Linked DNA regions of Mus musculus: regions 1 and 3 are each linked to region 2. The links are chromatin contacts, called in public HiCAR-type and HiChIP or PLAC-seq maps. All regions are on one chromosome and are shown on one strand. The core of a region is the stretch at or near the end of the contact, and the rest is flanking DNA. Distances in the headings are between cores, read along the strand shown. Region 1 overlaps Fancc (Fanconi anemia, complementation group C). Region 2 has its middle 25 kb from the start of Gm30999. Region 3 overlaps Aopep (aminopeptidase O).

Evidence for each region. HiCAR-type assays count read pairs that join an accessible place to other places. HiChIP or PLAC-seq counts read pairs in DNA pulled down with a chosen protein or histone mark.
Region 1: an H3K27ac HiChIP or PLAC-seq map of embryonic stem cells shows a contact between it and region 2, with 3 times the contacts expected there. The contact joins two enhancer-like sites. A contact is called at or near these places in 3 of 15 datasets of contacts at CTCF or cohesin (embryonic stem cells, large pre-B cells and pro-B cells), 45 of 484 Hi-C or Micro-C datasets (3T3-L1-derived adipocytes, B cells, the BV-2 cell line and 34 more), 5 of 115 datasets of contacts at active chromatin or transcription factors (bone marrow-derived dendritic cells and embryonic stem cells) and 1 of 9 other capture datasets (embryonic stem cells).
Region 3: a contact with region 2 is called in a HiCAR-type map of embryonic stem cells, with 4 times the contacts expected there. The contact joins two enhancer-like sites. A contact is called at or near these places in 5 of 39 promoter capture datasets (cranial neural crest, frontonasal cranial neural crest, maxillary cranial neural crest and 2 more), 1 of 115 datasets of contacts at active chromatin or transcription factors (embryonic stem cells) and 2 of 9 other capture datasets (embryonic stem cells and pancreatic islet).

The regions. Positions count from the first base shown.
Region 1 is chr13:63,352,086-63,354,785 of GRCm38.p6, forward strand. All of the region lies in intron 6 of Fancc (Fanconi anemia, complementation group C), which reads right to left. Among named protein-coding and RNA genes, the nearest start is that of Mir3074-1, 52 kb to the left of the region's middle. Within about 2 kb of position 1,451, at least 10 of the 459 cell types and tissues checked have an H3K27ac peak or open chromatin away from gene starts, as enhancers often do. A contact at or near this core is called in embryonic stem cells, where this site is marked.
Region 2 is chr13:64,030,104-64,032,814 of GRCm38.p6, forward strand. No RefSeq gene overlaps it. Among named protein-coding and RNA genes, the nearest start is that of Gm30999, 25 kb to the right of the region's middle. Within about 2 kb of position 1,333, at least 6 of the 459 cell types and tissues checked have an H3K27ac peak or open chromatin away from gene starts, as enhancers often do. A contact at or near this core is called in embryonic stem cells, where this site is marked.
Region 3 is chr13:63,292,409-63,295,108 of GRCm38.p6, forward strand. The region is part of intron 14 of Aopep (aminopeptidase O); the gene reads left to right. Gm16907 (predicted gene, 16907) reads right to left here. Exons shown (of 3, transcript NR_045794.1): 2 at 284-427. Among named protein-coding and RNA genes, the nearest start is that of Gm16907, 3.4 kb to the right of the region's middle. Within about 2 kb of position 1,428, at least 15 of the 459 cell types and tissues checked have an H3K27ac peak or open chromatin away from gene starts, as enhancers often do. A contact at or near this core is called in embryonic stem cells, where this site is marked.

The DNA of each region.
Region 1 (2,700 bases), core at 201-2,700, 680 kb before region 2:
GTTTCAAAATCTTCATAAAAAGGAGACTGATGTCCTGAGTTCAGAAGCAGAGATGGTAAAAATTTAGCTTTCTTTAGAGAAGCTGATAGAGTCATGTGACCAAGAAACAAAATCAACAATTCAATTACAGATATTTATATTCTTTATCCAGGTCTCTGCTATCACAGCTACAAGGTGTGATGCTGTGAACCTTGCAAGAGTCATCTCAAGGTATAGTCCTGTGGCTTGCTGTAGAAAGCTGGGAGGCTAGAGACAACCATACAGGATGATGGCTCTAGCAATATGTGCTTAGCATCAAGCCTTTTGCAGTTCACTTCTTACACAGAAGTCGTTTGGAGTACTGCTCTGGCAACTAGTCACAGCCTAACACTTACTGTAATGCTGTCTGGAAAGCTACATAACTCCCTCTTGAACTGTATCTCTAGATATCTGACAAGCCTCAGGCTGGATCCACAAATGCCATGAACTTCTTCAGAGGGATATCTATTGCTTGCCTGTATTTTGATAAGCCAAGCTCTACCTAATTTTATAGTAGACTTTTAAATTTTGTTGTTGTTGTTTTGTTTTGTTTTTCATGACAGGGTCTCTCTGTGTAGCCTTGGTTGTCTTAGAACTCGCTCTGTAGACCAGTCTTTGAACTCAGAGATCTGCCTGCTTCTGCCTCCTGAGTTCTGGGATTAAAGGTGTGCTCCACCAATGCCAAGTGACTTTAAAATTGTTAAGGAGATGCCACGCTCTCCGGTCGAGTCAGCTTGACAGGCTGAGGCTTGGAAGCTACTCACGAGGCAAAAGAGTTTCACGGAAACTCACTCCTGGAGTCTGGTGTTCTCTCTAACCCATACATTAATTTTCCATTCCCGCGTTAGTCTAGTGGATGGATCCACATGCTCTCTTTTAGTATTATCCTATTATAAGTGCTTTTTAAGATTGAATTCTGACATAGCTAAAGCCTTCACCAGTGTTCCAACAGTCCTAAGAACATCTTTGAGCAAGACCATGGGCTTGGAATTCAGTAAGAATGTTGCTATTCAGTGACATTCAGAATAGCCTCTGGTATTACACTATCACTTTGATTAAAAGCTAAGTCACTCCCCTACACAGGAATTTACCATCACCAAGGAAGAAGGAAGTTTCAGACCGAAGGAGAAACCAGAATAGATACTTAGAACTATAGCTGAGTTACACCCATACACACACGTATTTACAATGGCCTAAGGGGAAGGTGGACTATACAATAGACTAAAATAGGAACTATGGCAAGGGCACGAAGCCCTTGACCTTGGCTTCTAAGATTAAGTGAATCTTAGGTGGAACCCTTGTTGATCCCAGCTGTTAACAATGAATTCTATCCCAGGTGGTCCTTGTTAGACTTTCTGTGTTTGCATTCCTCTGTTTTATGTAAGAATCCAGTAACCTCTTTGTACCTTGCAAGTGTGCCACCCAACTTCCTTATTGTCTCTGTATAAAAAGTCTGATGCTCCATTTGACATTACATTCAGATTCTACACAACCTCTCCTGTGTGCATCTGTCAGTCAATTCATATGACGCTTTGCCCACCCGAGACTAGAGACCCGTTCCAAGCAGACAAAGGGGCCCAGAGGATCTGTGGCAAGGAGATTTATCATGGACCTCTTCTAGCCTTACTTGAAAATAACCTATATCTTCCTGAAATCACCAACACTTAAAGAGTATCCCCAGGTGATAGTAAAACCCTCATTATATCAACCTTTCAAACCATCATCTTATCAAAAGATCTCCACAACTTCCACATCTTACAAAATTAAAACTCTTTATCAACCAAGAACTCCTGCCTCCCTTCCTCCCAGCCCATGGCAAACAGAATTCTACCTTCTGAGAGACTGGCTACTCTGGATATTACAGGTGAGCGGAAGGCAGCATTTGTTCTTGGTGGTTGGCTTATTTCATTGTGTAGTGTCAGATGGACCATGTCAGAGCACTCAACAGGGCTTTCCTTTTTTCTTTCTTTTTTTTTTTTTTAAGGATGATAAAAATTTAGTTGTGTCTATGCCATGCTTTCATCTAACAAGATGCATAGAGGTTACTTCTATCCCTTGGCTAGTATGTAAAATACAACCAACATAGGTTTGCAAATTATCTTTTCAATTCTTTTGAATATATAAGCAGAAGTGGAAGTGGCCATGCAGAAACTCCATTTACTTGCTTGTTTAAGACCAAGTCTCATGTAGCCACAGCTGGCCTTGGACTCTGGACCCTCGGACTCCCCCCTCCCAAGTGCTGAGATCACAGGCATGCAGCATCACACCAGATCTATTTTTCTTTGTGAATGAACCACTATGGCTTGTGTACAGTAGCTATGCCACAATGCATTCTCACCAGCAGTGCATGATGTCATTTCTCCACATCATCATCAACACAACACAACACAACATACTAAAGCTATCTAACGCTTCCCTCCCTTACTACTACTACTACTACTACTACTACTACTACTACTACTACTACTACTACTTCTTCTTCTTCTTCTTCTTCTTCTTTTTCTTCTTCTTCTTCTTCTCCCTTTTTTTTTTGGAGACAGAATCTTACTATGTAGCTTTAGTTGGCCTGGAGCTCACTAAGTAGACCAGACTAGTCTCAGAACTCAAAGATCTGCCTGCTTCTATCTCTTGAGTGCTGAAGTTAAAGATATATACAATACTACATCCAGCCTCCTTACACCT
Region 2 (2,711 bases), core at 83-2,582:
ACAACCATCCGTAACGAAATCTGATGCCGTTTTCTGGAGTGTCTGAAGACAGCTATAGTGTATAGTGTATAGACAAATATTTTTAAACAAAGATAAGGCAAGCAGAGTATGGCACACATGCCTTTGATCCCAGCACTCCAGAGCCAGAGGCAGGTGGATCTCTGAGTTCAGACCAGCCTGGTCTACAGATGGAGTTGCAGGCCAGTCAGAACTGACTACATAGAGAAACTTTGTATCAAAAACAACAATAAATAAATAAAACCCAGATAAGGTCATTGGCCCACCAGTCTAACATGAAGCACTGGCTGCTCTTCCAGAGGACCCAGGCCACATGGTGACTCACAACTGTTTTTAACCCCAGTTCTAGTAGCTTCATTGTCCCCTTCTGGTCTCCATAGGGCATCAGGGACACACATAGTAAACAGACCTACATGCAGCAAAACACCCATACACATAATATATTTAAAAGAAATTAATTAGTTAAAATTTAAGTTTTTAAAAAATGACATTTTATGCCTGTGGGAGATGGGATACGTGGCCCCATTAAGTTTGTTCAAAGCTAGGTTAAGGCAAAGGTGTTTTCTAGATTCTTTGTTTAAAATGTTGGGATTCAAAGTCCTTTGTTTTAAATCTGTTTCTTGCCCCAGGAGAGCAACATCGTTTCTCTTGGATTTTATCTCAAAGGCCCTTGAAATAAGCCAGAGGAAATATCAGGGCAGGGGAAGAAAGCAAAGAAAAATTGTTTCCTAGTAGTACCCACCACAAATTCATCACTCATCCCAAACTTCTGGGAATAGAGGTTATTCAGGTCCTGGGTCATCTTGACTGACCGGCAGCAAGAGATGATGAGTAGGCAATAACCCACACATGGTGACTAGACTTTGACTCCTGGCAGAGGCCCAAGTGGCAGAACAGGATCTGTAACAGTCTCCAGTCTAAAAGCCTCAGTAGGGAGTTGCTAAGGCTTCTGGGACCACCATGGGCTGTGATTTAAACCACCTTTCCCAATAAAGGCATATGAGACATTGAAACAAAATTTCTTTACCTGTTACAAAGCACAAAAAAAAAAAAAAAAAAAAAAATCTGATGCTTATCAGGCCAAGCCTAAGTGAAGGCAGAGATTGCTGGATTCTAAGCCCTTCTGCCCTGGAGGTGTTAACAGAACTTGGCACATCTGAGCTTCAATTTTCACAACCTCCTGGAGCATCTAGGCAAAAGATAGTGATGGCTAGGGACCACCCAAGGTGAGAAACTTAACACAGGCGTCACCCAGAGGCTGCTCCACCCTCCACTCAGGGAATTGAAGGGAAAAAAAGCCACAACCAAACATCCCTGGAGGTGTGGCTTCAGTTCAAAGCATTCCAGGTGGAGAGTGGCCTCAGGTGGCAGAGGTAAGGTAAGTGTAGATGCTTTCCTAAGAATGCTGCCCGGTTCCAACCCTCTACCAACTCCCATCTTATGAAAAATCTTCTAAATATAACTCGTGATACAATGATTGCAAAATACAGTACTTGGGACTGGGGACACGGTGTGGTGGCTGAAGCATTTACCACACTAGTGAGAGGACCAGAGTTTAGGTCCCCAGAACCCACATAAATCCAGAGGGTCTATAAGAGTGCCTGTAATCCTGGCCTCAGAAGGCAGAGACGGGAATCATCTAAGTGGCTGACAAGTAGACCATCCACATTTGTGAGTTCTGGGTTTGACTGAGAGACCCTACTTCAAAGACCAATCAAAAATTCTCACTATCAACCCTGGGTCCCTGTAAACACACACTTGAACACGAATACATATATATGTATTGAGGTTTGGTCTATTGCTATGTATTGTAATGCTAAATTCTATACTGGAAGGTCTGGGCTTACAAGCTTTTGTTGTGCAAACTTTGTTCTTTGATTTAAAACTATTGGTTAAACTGGGCGTGGTGGTGCACGCCTTTAATCCCAGCAAATCGGGAGGCAGAGACAGGCAGATTTCTGAGTTCGAGGCCAGCCTGGTCTACAAAGTGCGTTCCAGGACAGCCAGGGCTACACAGAGAAACCCTGTCTCGAAAAAACCATATAAATAAATAAATAAATAAATAAATAAATAAATAAATAAATAAATAAATAAATCTTTTGGTTAAATAAAATTGGCTACAGTCAATTACTAGAGAGATTAGAGATAGGGGGTTTGGAGTGACCTGGTTGGACAAGGTGGGGCGAGAAAGAAGAATGGGAGGAAAGAGGACGCTGCCGTGAGGGGAGATGGATGAAGAGCACATGGCCAGGAGAAACAGCAAGTACTTGGGGTACACCTCTGGGGAAGTAACCAGGCCAGCAGTTAGAAGAGCAGATTAGGGGTTACCCCCTAGGAATTGTCAAAGACAAATAAAATAACCACAGTCTGAGTCTCATCACTTGTGAGCTAGTCAGGGACAAGCTTAAATTGGCTGTTCTACACATACCACACACATACACATAAAGAGGGAAAAAAGCACCCAAGGAAAATGATGGGTGGGAAGCCCTGCAAAGGATGAGCCCTACCTGCAAGGCAGGTAGGCATGCAACATAGTCACTGGCAGTGATAGAAAAGCATCCTCTAGCCCAGGGATTCTCAGTCTCCTTAATGCTGCAACCTTTTAATACAGTTCTTCATGTTGTGATGACCCCAACCATAAAGTTACTCTGTTGCTACTTTATAATGATAGTTTTGCTACTGTTATGAATCAT
Region 3 (2,700 bases), core at 178-2,677, 740 kb before region 2:
TCAAACTTGAAGAGATGTGCTTGCCTCTGCCTCATGACTATAGGAATTAGAGGCATGCACCATATGCAACTTTTTGTTACACACCTATGTATCACAAAGAATCAACTTACAGCCGGGCTTGGTGGCGCATGCCTTTAATCCCAGCACTCAGGAGGCAGAGGTAGGCAGATTTCTGAGTTCGAGGCCAGCCTGGTCTACAGAGTGAGTTCCAGGACAGCCAGGGCTACACAGAGAAACCCTGTCTCGAAAAACCAAAAAAAAAAAAAAAAAAGAATCAACTTACGGCACCTAGGAAGTCTCTGGTAACCCAGCTTCTCTCTCCTGCCATTGGTGAGCTAGGCCATGTCCACAGGCACCTGTCCTTCAGCCTGGGGCAGTGAGGGGCCACCAGGGCTGTAGGCTTGCCCCGCTAAGGACTGTCTGCTCTCTGTAAGAAAAGAGAGAGCAGGTTCTTGGTAGTCATGTGTCCAGCCAGAGCACAGACACTACAGAGTCCGGAGCCACTCACTCAACTTCATCTCCAGGAAAGACTCTGAGTTGGCCTTTCCCTGCCTACCTACGCAGGCTTCCACCCTTCCCTTGGCCTCTGCCATTGGCCTGGCCTGACCATCTGGGTGCTATTTCACACTAAGCATTTGCTAACTCCAGACTTGATGGGGATTCCTAGCAAAAGCTTGAGATGACCTGAATTTTAGTTGCTCTTTAAATCATTAAATTTCAACTCTACTAAAGTGTAGTTTTCCAAGTGTGGCGGGTCACACCTATAATTCCAGAACTTGGGAGGCAGCCTTGAGCTACACTGAAAATTCTGATCAACCTGAGCTAAATAGCAAAACTATGTCTAAGAGAACCCAAGGAAAGTGCAGCTAGATCATATGGAACACACACATAAACACAAATGCTAAAACTAAAAGAACAGAGTTGAAAAACCGTAGGAAGAATAATCAATAAATTCAACTAGAACCATTCAGAAATGCAAGCAAAATCACCATGGCCGCAGTCAAGATGACTCTGCTGAAAACACTTGCAGTTTAATCAAGAGCTAATCTTCCTGACACACAAAACATTCCTCAGACAAATGGAGGTGGGATTTGTAGGGAGCCAGTGATCCAATAAGAAGGTAAAGGTTTGCTAACTAACCAGACTGAGAGAGAGAGGTTCCACCTTCTAAGATGGATGCTGCCCTCACAAGGAGCCCTGGGGCTCCAGTTCTATGTCCCTGTTGGCTGGCAGCTCTTCTAGAAACAGCTTTCAGCTCCTTTAGAGCTAGTTGGTGTGACAGTGTCTTCTGTCCATTCAGTTTCCCATAGCCCTGCTATACCTGCAAGCTGTCCTCACTTGTCAGAGGCCCATAGCCCCAGCAGTGGGAGTAGCTCAAGATGTGTGAAATGCAAAGATAGCAATTTGAATCACTGAAGGGCCTTTAACAGTGTCTCTCGGAATGCAGAGGTGCCTGCTGCTTGGTCTGGGAATGCCGCAGCATCCAATTGAGCAGAGCAGGAGACAGCACACACCTGGGTTATATGGTGCTGTAGTTGTCTTTCGCCTTTACTGTTACAGGGACCATCCCTCTGAGTGTTGAGGCTCAGCTTGTGGAGTATTGAGTCCCTGCAGTGTCAGTCTAGGTGGGAACTTGAGTCAAGGTGTCGCCTCTGAAAGGCACCAAAGTCTGACCTGGAGGAAGGCAACCCAGCCGTCCACTGGTGGCGCTTGCACTGGGGAAGCAGGTGTTAACCTTGTTCTATGAGGAGATGGGTTGTGGGTGCTTGCGAGTTTGGGAGAGAAAACTAAGATAATCTTTGTTGCCCTGAGAACTAAAAAGAAAACTAAAAGTGCTTGCGTGAGTGGAGACTGGGGTGCAGCATTTCTGTGGTGTCGTTTAAACATCCTGTCTTTGGAATACTGGAATACATGCAGCCCTTTCTGATGAAAAGGCTGTTTTGTCCTGCTCTCTGTGGGGTGGGGGAGACTGTCTGTCCTTCCTGGATGCCATGTTAGCTAGCCTTCAGGGGTCAGAAGATCGGCTCTCTCATTAGTCACGACAATAAAGCGTTTCTAACTGTAAGAGGAGTGGAAACGCTGACTTCATGTTGTGAAAGAGCCTCTGTGACATGGCCTCCTGAACCTTCACATATCCCAGCAGGGCTGCTGGAGCCTCCTGCCCCCACCCGCTGGGGCCTTTTGCTACTCACAAATGGATCCTGGAGCATGCTCTGTTTCTTCTCTGTGTGTAAATAAGAGGAAAGCATAGAAAAGAAAATGAGGGACGAGAGCTGTAGCTCAGTGGGTAGAAGTGCTTGCCTAGCATAAAGTGCATGCATAAAGCCCTGGGCTTGAGAAACTGCTGCATAGCCGGACATGGCTCTGCACACTTGTAATGCTGCCACCTGGAAAGTGGAGGCAGGAAGTGCAAAAGTTCAAGATCATCCTTGGCTGTGCACCAAATTCAAGGTCAGCTCGGGCTCCGTGAGACCCTGTCCTGGATGTAGGGGAGCTACTTGGGGAAGTCCTCTTTGTCTGGCTTCTTGTTTCCCCTGCCCTCGTAGCTGATCCTAGGCCCCAGGCTAACAGACTCCCTGCCTTTCTTCTGTCCACTGGAATTAGGGACGCCCTGACTACATACATGTACTGTGGACTGCCCAGCAATCGATGGTGTGAAAGCCGTCCTTCCTCTGAAGAACTCTCTGCCTGATCTGTCCT